Linked DNA regions of Mus musculus: region 2 is linked to region 1. Evidence: chromatin contacts called from public HiCAR-type data. All regions are on one chromosome and are shown on one strand. The core of a region is the stretch at or near the end of the contact, and the rest is flanking DNA. Distances in the headings are between cores, read along the strand shown. Region 1 holds the start of Ccn4 (cellular communication network factor 4). Region 2 holds the start of Khdrbs3 (KH domain containing, RNA binding, signal transduction associated 3).

What was found. HiCAR-type assays count read pairs that join an accessible place to other places.
Region 2: a contact with region 1 is called in a HiCAR-type map of astrocytes, with 2.6 times the contacts expected there. The contact joins the promoter of Khdrbs3 here to the promoter of Ccn4 in region 1. A contact is called at or near these places in 1 of 39 promoter capture datasets (hippocampal neurons) and 1 of 115 datasets of contacts at active chromatin or transcription factors (astrocytes).

Annotation. Positions count from the first base shown.
Region 1 is chr15:66,887,525-66,893,837 of GRCm38.p6, reverse strand. It overlaps Ccn4 (cellular communication network factor 4), which reads right to left and starts at 2,469. Exons shown (of 5, transcript NM_018865.3): 1 at 2,204-2,469. The coding sequence starts at 2,272. It overlaps Gm46514 (a long non-coding RNA gene), which reads left to right and starts at 2,507. Exons shown (of 3, transcript XR_001781648.2): 1 at 2,507-2,578.
Region 2 is chr15:68,926,790-68,933,293 of GRCm38.p6, reverse strand. Khdrbs3 (KH domain containing, RNA binding, signal transduction associated 3) reads right to left here and starts at 4,874. Exons shown (of 9, transcript NM_010158.2): 1 at 4,461-4,874. The coding sequence starts at 4,548.

The sequences.
Region 1 (6,313 bases), core at 1,220-3,719:
ACTTAAGTTCAAATGTCATTAGCTGTGTGGCCTTGGGTAATTTATCTAACCTCTCTGAGCATCAGTGAATGTTGGTTGTTCTCAGGCAAGGATTCTATCTCTGCATAGACATGACACATGGGTGGGTATTGCCATGTACATTGTCCTTGGGATGGCTCACGTACTCTCCCCTTTCACTTAGCAGGTGGGCCCTCACCACTTGTCCAAGAAAAAGAAAAGAGATAAAACAAGCTGTTCTTCACACAGAGCGTCAACCACAACACTGTCATAGGTACCAGGCTTTGCATCTGAGCCCAGAATCTGCCTCCCTCCCCCACTTTGAACATCCCCCTCCCCAGCTGGCCTCCTGCTTTTTGCCAACAGCCCATTTAGCTACATGCACACCAGACAGCGTCTCCCCTCCCAGCCTACTTCCTCAAAGTCTTCTTGGCAGTGCTCACTTCCCACATACTTTTCCTTCCGTATGGCCAATGCACATCATTCTTTCCATGGGGCCCCCCTGCCCCTTGCTGGATTTGAACTCCCTGTCTGTATTAGTTCTGGAGGATGCCATGTGTGGAATTCGGTTACAAAGCCGGGCTCTGACTTCTGGGCACAGCCCAGCTCTGTACCATCAGAGGTACTGTGTCAGTGGATGGGGGTTTCGAGGGCATCCTGGAAAACAAGATGCTGGGAGACTCCTAAGAGTACAGGGTGGGCAGTCTGGGAGCTTCTGGGGACACACTCCTTACTGATGCTGCTAGGTCCCTCTGGACTCCAGGTCTCTTTACTGAGACCCCCTAAAAAGCCCTGACTCTGTTCCCCACCATCCCTCAGTCCTGGCTGTTCCAGCAGCAGGCTCAAGTGCAAGACTCTGGCTCCAGTGCAAGACTCGCCTTGAATTTCCCCTCTTGTGCCCTCACTCTGATGCTGGCTCCCCTGTCACCAATTCTCCATCCACACCCTGCCCTCCCAGGCCCAGCCACCTGTAGGCTTGTACCCAGTCACAACCAGTCCCAAGGCAGAGGCAGGCCTGCTTGCTTAACTTCCTGGACTCTAGGCTTAGGGAACGTTGGGACGGCTGAGTGCTGAAAGTGTGCCACAAGAGATGCCAGTGTGACCCAGGCCACTTGCTCATTCCGACCCTGGGCCATTCATTTGCTTCTGGTCATCCTTTGTGAATAGAGCTGGTAATCTTTCTTGTCGTAGGGTTAGATGCTATCATGAACAAGCATCGTGCACAGGCTAGAGGACTTGGGTACAAATTGCACATGTTCATTGTCTCCACGTAACACCTCAAGGTGCCTGTTACCCAGTCCCAGACATGTCTAGTTCTGAGCTTCAGTGGAAATGGACTGAGTTCCTGTGCTCACAGGCAGATTGCTGTACCGTAACTCCAAGTCTCCTGGAATACGCATGTTAGCACCCCAAAGAAGTTCTTGGTATAACTCAGTGTCAGTGTCAGCCTTTGTCTTTGGCCCTCATGTGGCAACCTCAGACTCAGCAGCTGCCCAGCAGCTCACCCTGCTGCTGGAAGCTGCCTCCCTTCTGTTCAGCTGCCCACATCACTCACTGCCCCTAGCAGCTTGCCCTCTTGCCCAGCCACCCCCGGCTTTGCTCCAGCAGGCTTCCCTGCTTTGCCACGTGTCTCCTTCCCTGTCTCTGGAAGGTGCAAACTGATGTCCCTCTCTCCAGGACCCAGATGCCTTCTGGAAATGGCAGGACAGGAACAGACCATGGAGGGTCACAAGGTGCTCATGGTGGTAAACCCAAACCTTGCTTGCTTGGTGGAGATTTGCTAAAAGCTGGCGTGCTCCTTCACATCTTGTCCTGGGGTTTCTTAGCACCTCTCTTTGGGGGACCTCAGATGCTCCGAGTCCTGGAGTTTTTAAACTGGTAGGCTCTGGATGTTCTTAGCAACCCCTCATTTTATGCTGCTTTGAATTCGTGAGTGACCCACCCAAGATCACAGGGCCAGTCCAGGGTGCAGATCCCCAGGCCCTTATTTTGTTGTATATTGTCTGTGAATATAGGAAACAGGGTGTCTCTCTCAAGGGATGCGCCTTCTGCCCCACTCCACCACCTTCTTCAGACTCAAGAATCTCTCTCCTCCCGCTGTTCATTATTCCAACCCACCTTGTCTTGACCCCCCAGTCCCTCGGGCCTCAGAACCAGGCAGGAAGGGATCAGGTCCCCTCACTGATCCCTTCTAAGCAGGACTCACCGTGGCCAGGATGTTGCCCACCCTCAGGACTGCCACGGCTGCCAGCGTCCAGGGCAGGAGCCACCTCATGCCTGGAAGTCAGCGTCACAGGAGCTACGGCTCAGCCCAGAGGATGCGGATGCCTCTCCAGGGAGCTGGGCCAGGACTGGGCTGGCCCATCAGAGCAGCGGAGAGCCTTCCTCAGCCCCCGGGGGCGTTTGTCAAAGCGACATCTGACGTCAGGCCAACAGACTAGCCCTGCATTTTCCTCTAAAAAAACTTTTTCTGCTACTCTCCCCCTCTCTCTTTTTCTTTCCTCTGTCCCCACCTCCAGCCCAGCTTGGCCAGCCTCCCCGCTCTGACAGCTCTTAAAGGGAAAGTCCCAGACTCCACAGGGTAAGGTGAATGAATTCTCACCCAGCATCCTCCACGCTCTAGGAGGGCTCAGGCTCTCCGGACAGGAGGGAGGAAACAGAAGGGTGCGGGCTGGAGGTAGGGAAGGTAGAGGCATTGTGAGGACTTTGAGAGGGCTCTGGGGATGGGGGTGGGGTGGGAGGACTTGCATCTCACTTAGCTCTTCCCTGTGCTAGCCTTTCTTCACTGTCTCCCCACCTCTGAGTCAGAGGCAAGCAAAAAAGGTTCTTATTCCAGCCAGAAATGACAAGAATTTATCACTGACACGCCTGGAGGTGCGATCTGTCAGCAGGGTCTGCCCTGCTCCTCAAGGCCATACCCACTGGTTCAGTTCCTCTCCCAGCCAGGCTGCTCTGCCAGGGATCCTCAGTCCATTAGCCTGTCTTCAGTGTCTTTGAATATTTTTTATTCTTGGAAGGACAGAACTCCTGGCCTTGGTTCTTTCCAGACCCTAGTCAAAGAAATCTCAAGTTTGCATAACAAAGAGATGGCAGGGTGGGGGTGTGTGGGGGTGGGAGTTGGGGGGTTTGGGGGATGGGGAGGAATCTTTTGAGGACCCAGATCTATAGCCTCTGCATCTTCTCAAGGGTGCTGTTCAGTCTCCTGTCTCAGATTCCCCTGTTCCCTTGCTCTCCTGTTCCTGCATCTCAGAAAAACCAGAGTGGTTCTCAGCCTGGCATTATGGACAATGAAGGTCATCTCCTAGGTACTGCCAGCCAGTGCCTGTCCTATGTTCTTCTCTTCGTCCAGACTCCATGGCACCTGCTCACTGCTGCCTGTCCCCTACCAAGTATGAAGTTTTCCTTCTGTGCACAAACCACTCCCCTCTCGTGTTTCCTGGTAGCTCAGTGTTGCTGCTTGTTTGGGGGATGCTGTCTGTTTGGAGCTGCAGTGGCTGTACCCACTGAAATCATTTTATTCCCCTCTCGGTCCACCCTCTGACTACCACACATCCCATACCTCCTTCCTGCCCCCCCCCATCTCCATGAGGATGTCTCCACCCCCTACCCCCACTCCACCAGACCTCTAAATTCCCTGGGGCCTCCAGTCTCTTGAGGGGTTAGTTGCATCTTCTCTGATTAAATCCAGACCCAGCAGTCCTCTGCTTTATATTTGTTGGGGGCTTCATATCAGCTGGTGCATGCTGCCTGGTTGGTGGTCCAGTAACTGAGAGATCTAGGGGATCCACATGAATTGAGGCTGTTTGGGGACCTCATTTCTTGAGAGAGAGAGGGGCGAGGGGGAGAGGAAGAGGGAGAGGGAGAGGGGGAGGGGGAGGGAGGGAGAGAGAGAGAGAGAGAGGTAGAGAGAGAGAGAGAGAGAGAGAGAGAGAGAGAGAGAGAGAGAGATTCATGTGATGGCTGGAACTGAAGCAGCCATTTTGGTATAAGAACAAGCCCCTGAGACTGATGAAAAGATCTGGGTTCCTGGGAGTTTATCTTCTTATTGAACCAAATATGAAATGAATCAGCAACTCATGGCCTTAGTCATAGCTATTTGGATATTTTGTTCTTTGGAGCCAATCCATATTAACTGATGTTTGAGTACCTAAGGGAATTATATATGCAAAATGCAAAACCAGGCAGGGATGTGGAACCAGGAGACTAACCACCTCAACAGCTTGTCGTTTTTTTCTGCTCATTAACTCTTCAATTGGTTCTGTAGCTGGAACATGGCAAAGCCAGCATGCTAGCAGGTAACATTAAAGAAGTTTCCCCAAATACTGGGACCAGTGAATCATTTACGGCCACTTGGCAGAAAGCAGGCATAGACACGTACCCTTCAGCTGGGGTGACTGGCAGGCACATGTCTCTGGCAACTTCTCAACAGTTGTTCTTTAAAAACAAACAAACACTTAAACGATCTATCTTTGGGGAAATTGAGGCTCAGAGAACAGAAGTCTAACAAGCATCTTAGAGTAAACAGCATAAATTCTGAGTATAAATTCTCATGGTATAAGTGGGGCTTTGACCCATGTTGAGGGCAGGTGCCATAGCCTTCTTTGATCTCTACTTCAGCCACTTCTTCCTAAAATATGGCTCCTGACAGCTGCCTCATATCTGTCATGTGTGACTTTCAAGTCTTAACTCCATCTGGCTCCTTTAGTGAGAGGCGCGGGAATACCTTCAATTCCCCAAAGCAGACCCAGATAGACTCTTAGCTTTTAGGAGTCACTCAGGATGTGGGACTGAGGACTCATTCTCTGGCTATCTCCGTACCTGACATCATTCCCACGTGACTATTCCCATGGACCAGGGCTTTCTGAAGAGAACTGGGTTGAATTCCTGCTTCCTGACACTTTCAGCTGGGTGGCCTTGGAGAACTCACATGAGTTCTCTGTGCTCTGGCTTCCTTCTTGTGGCTCCTGGCCCTGAGAAAGTGGAGTGAGTGTGTGTGTGTGTGTGTGTGTGTGTGTGTGTGTGTTACACTTGTAGGCGAGAGTAACGCAGAGCACATGCTCAGTAGGCCCCTTCTCTAACCCCTGCTTCAGAATGTTCTCCATCTTTTTGGCCCCTGTCCTGGTAATACTCCCATGGTGGGAAGCTGACCTAGGGCATTTCTGTGCCCCATTCCCTCAGCCCTCCACACATATACAGGTCCCAGAAGGACTGTGTTTGCCTGTCCCCTTGTTTCTTTCAAAGCTCTGCTTTCTACTTTATCTCAGAAAAGGTATCTGTACTGGCTGCCACGGCAGTCGGGCAGGCAGGAGGTGTCCTGGCAGATCTCCCGGAGCAGCTGTAAATAATAAATAAATTCCAAAGAGGAGATGGGGGAAGGGCTCACAGACTAGGGTCAGAGAAGAGCATTCCTCCACCAGGCAGCAAGGCTGGGCTGACCAGGGCCAGATGCACATTAGATTCCAGACTCAGTCTCAGGACCAAGTACCCTGAGGCTCCAAGGCTGACATCTGCATTAGATCTGCTCACAGCCTGTTTGCCATTTATCCTTCCTATGAACATGTTGGGAGCCCACACTGTGTGCAGGTGTCAGAGGCCCAGATCTATGCAGGCCCTGGCTGGGCTTTTAAGCATGCACATTGGTGGTGGCATTGCTGCTCTGGGATGTTACCCTGAGTGGTAGTCGGTGGATTGAGCTGTTGGGCACAGACTCCACCTCCTTTCTTGGGACCCAAGGGACAATGCACCCTGGACCATACTACCACCGTGTACTCACAGTGCCTCTGTGGATGGTGCCGTCCTTTTTGGGAGGGTCTCCTAATCCCTTTAATGGCTGCAGCCAAGGGATGCTGGGCATGAGTTTTATGGGCCCTTGCCCTCTTATGTGTTTTGGGGTCCAACAGGGTCTCTGCCCAATATTTTATTCTGTGCTTGGGCCCTTGGTTCTAGTCACAGTGATCTGAGCTGGGCACAAGATGACTGCTGTCGGCCACCAGGGATACATTCGTCCTTTTGAATCTCTATGCTTCTGTGGCCTGGCCTTGTCTTGCATGCAGTAGGCACTCAATAGATGTTTGTTATAAGAAAAAAGCGGGGCTAGATAGATAGCTCAGTTGGTCAAGTATTTGCTATATGCAAGCCTGAGGACCTGAGTTCAATCCCCAAAACCAATGTTAAAAAGCCAGTCATGGTAGCATAAGATTTTATTCTCAACATGGGGGAGGTGGGGGAGGTAAGGACTGGTGAAACCCTGGTACTCACTGATCATCCAGTCTAGGTTAAGCTGTGAGCTCCAGGCTCAGAGACTTGTGTTAATTGC
Region 2 (6,504 bases), core at 3,625-6,124, 2.0 Mb before region 1:
AGGGAAGGAACTGCACTTCAGGCAGCCCGGCTTTCCAAGTCTGCGCCTGTCACTAACCAACTCTCCTACAGCAACCTCACTTCCCAGACCTCCGAGGGTCAGAACAGAATAGCATGGCAAAACCCAACAACCCACTTTTGCCTTCTCTCTGACGCCCTCAAAGGGTGCCATTTCTGATAAGCTGTACAACTGAAAACCTAGCCCAAAGACCTCTCCATCCCTGGGGTGTCGGCGGTAATTAGAATTCCAGCATCGCCTGGGACAGAGGGGCTCAGAAACACTGTTCTAGTTCCTCTGAACCTCTGATCGCTCTGTATCCCAGAACAACAGCTGGGAACTGAGTTCCTAAGGAAAGAAGACATCTATAAACCTGAAACTTACTCTCTCCTACAGTGGAGCATAGCCGCCTTCTAACTCATCAGCACAAAAAAGCCTGGCACACAGGCTGGGTCCCAAAGGTCCAAGTGCTGGAACACTGTATCTCTCTGTAAAGCACTGCATAAAACTCAGAAGTGGCTGACCTCAAACTGAGTCACTACATCCATCCCCTCCAAACGCAAACTCCAATAACTCACAACCAGAAGCGAAACAAACAAACAAACAAACAGTAATGGCAGCCTCCTCTGGATGAGGTAGGGAATCACTCTCTGGAGTGTACAGGTGCCACACCTAAACAGCACTCTGCTAATCTCACCGCTGAGCCCTCACTCTACAGGTCTGGGCGCATTCAACCAAAGCAAACCGATTTCCCAAAGGGAGTCCCCCAAATGGAAGCCACGCCACACCACTGAGTTCTGTTCATTATAAGGAAATATGGGCTAATGGCCCTCTTTCTGCATATACCTAGGCCCACACATAGCTTAAATAATGCAAAGGACCCTAATATTTGAGAAGCCGAGGTCCGATGGGTCACACGAAAACCATCATTTTGAAATAGCAACAAAGGGCTTATCAGCGTGAATGCACAGACAGTCTCACATCACTCTGCTTCCTCCTGTAAGCAACAACAACTAAATATAACTTGGCAGAAATAGCCACCAATCTATACATTATCACATAATTACAAACACAGGGTTTTGCCTTGGACAGACTTGAACGGGGAGCCATCCAAACCATGACCAAAGTGTGACATTAAATCACGACACAGGACATTCTGGGGAGGGACTTTATAACTCCGACTATCTCCCCCTGGCAAATGTACCAGGTAGCACGCACCACCCCTGTAGTCTCCAACTAACCTCCCCAGCAGGACGTGAGCACTTCACACTGTAGGCATGACCGGGGAGCAAACCGGGGGAGTGGGGGGGAACGGTGAGTGAACACCAAAGCTGCATTTCTTTCCTTTCTTACCACGCCTGACTTCTTTTGTCTTCAATGCCAATTAAGCACTAGCCTTACTTTTATTGGCAAGTGAGATTTTACATTTGGGGCAATCAGAGAGAAGCAGTTATCTTTGAAAATTAAAAGTCAACTCGGTAACTCGTGCCCACCATGAGCCACCGGCCTGGACAAAAGGCAGCCGAGTACCTGCATTGGCAGAGGTCTCACCTGATGGCTGCCTGCACCAGTCCTTACTTAAAGACTGTAGCAACAGTGATAACTCAACCAGGACGCTGATCGATGTTTATGAATACCGCATTCTGAAATAACTACGTCTCATTTATAATCTGTCTCATTATTGTACGGTGCTGATTACTAAACTAAAATACTGGTCATGGGAGGGCTTTAATTCACAGGTGCCTTGGCCTGGGAATTAAATCCTTCAGAAGTCTACAATGGAGGTCTGCTTCTTCAAAATGCAGAAAGAGCCCCCTGTCTCCTACAGCAGCATCAATCCTTCTAAGGGACATAGTAATTCCCTCTCTTACATTAAACTAACCAGGGACAATCATATTCACTGTACTGATTTCAACGGTAGTTTAAATGGACATACCAGAAGAGTTCATTTCATCTCTTGGGGGAAAGTCACATGTAGAAAGAAGAATGTCTTTCAAGACAGAAGATGTGGGTTCAAATTAATTCTCAGTACCTACAGGCTGACATGCAGCAGGGGTCCCAGCAACCTCTGGGAAAGCACTGATTGTCTTGCATCCGGGGCTGGAACTGTGAGGATGGAACTAGACAGCAAGTCTTCAAGTGCCGTGGAAACTTTGTAAATCCTGTGCAAAACCCTAAGGACCGTGAGCTCTGGGGACATTAGCTGCGGAGTCTCTCTCGCATGCCACACCATAGTAAAAAATCATCTCAGTATCGACCATCCCCACCTGTGGGAGATTCCAGCATAACCTCTAAAAAGACTTTCTTTGTAGTAAATAACATGCTGTCATATAACCAGGAAAAGGGGTGGCTATCAGATTTCAAATAAAACTTTACCAAAAATCACCCAAATGCTGACTTCAGACCTGATAGTTTGATAGTTTTTTTTTTAAAGCCCTTGTAATGTTGGAGTTACGTAACCGACCATAATTAATATTTCAAATGACAGAGCACCGTGTTCTGGGTATCAGGCTCCATCTCAAGTGATGCAAAAGCTCACAGTAACAGAAGCACTCTGGCAGCAGAGCATCCTTCGCCGTTAAGAAATGTACTTCTTACAAGAATTACAGTCCGGATGAAAAGCAAGGCAACCGAGTTCAAAGCCAAACAAGCCAAAAAAAAACAAAAAAACAAAAAAACAAAAACCACCTCCCACAGTGTCTGGTTCAAGGAATGGAGCCACTACTAACGCCAGCAGACACAGGAACCGATGGAACTGTGAGCATCTGAACAGCACACGGTACGACAACACGACACAGGAAAACAACCCAGACTTTTAAAAGAACTCCTTACCCTTTGAAACCAGTCTCAAACTTGGGAGTCCGACCCAAGTTTGACTTGGTCTCTTCACCCGGAAAAAACGTACTTGGTTCTGACCATTTCTAATCCGCTGATCTCACACGTTGTACAAAGAAATTTCTTACAGAGATGAGAGCCCAGCAAGAAGCCAAAGCTAGACATAAAGATCGGGAGTGGGTAGTACAAACCTAACTGCAGGGACCTAACTACAAGACTGCTCAGAAGGACCGGGCAGCAAAACTTAAAATTCCTTTCCACTAATTTAAGACTGAACAACGCCCATGACTTTTTTCACAAGCTCCGGTATATTAAAGAAATCAAAATAAGCATGCCACTAACCATTAACGGGAGAGGCTGGCAAGCATATTTCTGTTCAAAGAAGCTTCACTTCTTGGAGAAAGTAATTCTCTCCACACCACCCCCACAGGAGGACAACAGCCTAATCCTGACAACTGTCTACAATAGGCAAGTAACAGAGGTCGTGGTTCTAAAACATAGGTGTCTACACACAAATAGAATATGTCTGCCTCATCTTTCTCTCCCAACAATAAGAGTCAGGACCAGCGCTGTGAACAGCATACCCCCAATAGGATCCACTAGACAAAGTGATTCATAAAAATGGTTACAGATCTGACCAGATAATGTTTCTGTCATATCCCTTAAAAAGAAGTATGGAAAAGGAGAGGGGTGAAAAAAAAAAAAAAAAAGAACCAGAGGTTCCCAGACCATCTTCCTCTGAAACATGAACCATGCTGGACCCGGGTGTCGCAGATAGATCCGGTAAAGGCAGGCTTCATTTACCTTCCATCCCAACAGATGATTCAGGAAGCCAGAGGAGAAGTAAACCTGAAGAATACTGTCCTGGGTAGGCGTGCCTCCATAAACCCCAGTGTCCCTGTCCTTGGCACTTCCCGGTTCCTTTTACCACCCGCGCTGGTTGGAGGAGTGTGAAAAATGGCACAGGCGGGTGGATCGTTTGGCAATGTGTTCAACCCTAAGCCTGACACCAATGAGGGTCACCCGACCAGCTTGTCTCAAGAAGAGAAAAGAGCGAGCAAGAACTGGCTCTCTGGCGGGCCTCCTCTACCAAACTGAGACCTTCAAGGGCCGCCTGCCTGCCAGGCTGGCATGAGTGCCCGCCCCCAGGAACAGCAAACTGCCCAGCCGGCGGCCGCCTAGGCACACACAGAAAAACCGTGGGAGAGAAGCTGGGCTCCTCCCTCGGGGCCGCTGGAGTCCTCCCCTCTATCGTGCTTGGAGGATCTGACCCTAAACCTCTTCCAAGGTCCCCAAACTTCACTAACAAACCAAGCACCTGTTCCCTTCACCTCCTGCGCAGCAGATTCGCCCAAGCCCATCCTTATCCCTGATGCGCTTTCTTGCAGCTCCTTAGATACCCCAAACACCCCAGGTCCCAGGGCGTCCCACTCTCTTTCTCTCTGGTGGACTCATCCAGGACCAGTCCAGACACAGGCTCCTACACGCTCTCTGTCCTCCTCCCAGAAGTTTCCCCTGGGTCCACCAGGGTCCCCAAGGAAGAGACTCCAGTCCCTTGCTGATGTCGGGCCTCCTCCCTCCTCTCCGGAGCCGGCTACGCGGGTGCCGTTAACGGCCGCCGAGCTCACCTCGGTTCACCAAGCGCAGGGCGTGCGTGAAGGAGGGGTCCAGAGAGTCCTTCTCCGCCATCAGCTCCGGCAGGTACTTCTCCTCCATGCTCGCCGGCCGCCGGGCCCGCTTCTCCGCCCCGCGGCGCGCGCGCGCCAGCCGCCCCGCAGCCCGAGCCGCCCGCCCCCGGCGGCGCGGACCCCGCCAGGCGCCTCGGCGGCTAAGCCGGGCGGGCGGCCGGGCGGCGGCGGCGGCTCGGGGCGGGCGGCGGCCGCTCAGCCCGGCCCCGTGGAGCCCCAGATCACCGCGCTGCGGGCCGCGGGCTGCAAGGCGGCGGGATGAGCGAAGAGAGCGGGCTGGAAAGCCGAGGAGCGCTGGCCAGTCTTGCTCGCCGGCTGCGACGATGCCTTGCTCTGCCACGACCCGCCCCGCGCGCCACCCCGCGCGCTCTGAGCCGCCGCGCAGTGCCCCGCGCCCTCCCCGCCCCGCCCGCCGCGCCTGCGCGCTATGCTGACCGCCCGGCGCGCGCCGCCTCGTGGGGGCACTGGGACTGCGCGGGCCCGCAGCGGGGACATTGTAGGGGCGCTTCCGGTCCCTAGATCAGGGGTCTCCATCCAGGGCTCCCCGATGAGCGTCTGTAAGCTGTCCAGCATTGCCTTGTATGTGCAGTCTGGGAAACTGAGGCTCATGGGTCAAGTGGCGCGTCCAAGGTCACCCGTCCTAGCCAGAAGGGACAAGGGCAGAGCCTTTGGAGCCCAGGTTCATACTGCCAGGCTCTGGGAACAGGCAGTGCGACCAGACTCCTGGTTTGCCAAAGCACCACGAACTTGCCCAACTTAGGTCGCTTTGCTGTCCGCTGCTATTTGTACGAAAATACCGCCGGGCAGGACTTAAAACGCCAGCCTCCTGAGACCCTTGGCGCAGAAGTCGGTTACATAAAAGCGCCTGCCCTTCAGACTGTCTTTGTCTTCCGAGACTTGCTCCGTGTTGCCCTTCTCCTTATATGGTGGTGTCTGGACGTGGATGAATGAGTCTCTCTAAACTGTCTCCAGTAGGGAACCTACCACACCACGCATGGTGGTGATGTCTTCTGTCGCCCTCCGACAGGCAACCAGACCCCAGCAAATGCTCTCCTAGGCTCCTTTTAGATCCTCTGAGGTGTGTGGAATAAATGTCTCACACTAGACCAAGGACTCCTGAGTCCCTGTTCAGAGGATATCATAACCCCAACCTCGATAACCAGAGTCCCTTGACAGTGCTCAAGACTTCCCTAGAAAAACCTTAATTGCTTCGTTTTTTTCCTCTCCCTGTACTCTAAAGCCCTTCACAGAACTACAACTCCGCTTTCACTAGCCTAGGGCTATCTTGGGGAACAGCAAATTTTGTCTGAGGGAGAGGTCTCTAACACCTGTTGTCAGGGACGGATGTGGAGAGAGCGCCAGAACAGTGTGCTGAAGGAATCCCCCAAGCACCTGATCCCTTTTCCAGCCTTGTGTGGACTTGGTTGCAGGTTAGGTACTACTGTAGCGTCCCCGACAACAACCTCCCCCTTGTCTCTCTTTAGTCAGAACTGGCAAGTGGCAGTAAAATACAGTGGTTAACTAGTTCTGACCTTTTAGCAAACTTAGGTCATTTGTGCCTCAGTCTCTTCATCTATCCTATGGAGATGAGAAAAGATTATTTCTTAGGAACCTCATAAGGATGTACTATTTCACAATCACCAGGCACAAAATGAAAGCCAGACTGTTCTGTGGCAGTCTCCCTCGCATGGCTGCTTTCTGAGGCAGAAGCTTCGAAAGGCAGCAGGCAACACCATCTGTGTGCTCCTTGATGCTGAAGACAGAGCACAACCCCAGCAGAGCAAGCTCATAAGGGTAGATCCTGCTTCTGACCCTGAGCCCCATGCCGGTCTGGCCATGCAGTGTGGCCCAAGTCTGAGCCTCACATCTGGCCCCCCAAGAACTATGTTATGTCAGCAGTCCCTGACATAACATAGTTCTTGGGGGGCCAGATGTGAGGCAGTTGGGGAGTTCTTAAGGGAAGGTTTTTCTCCCTTTACATCTA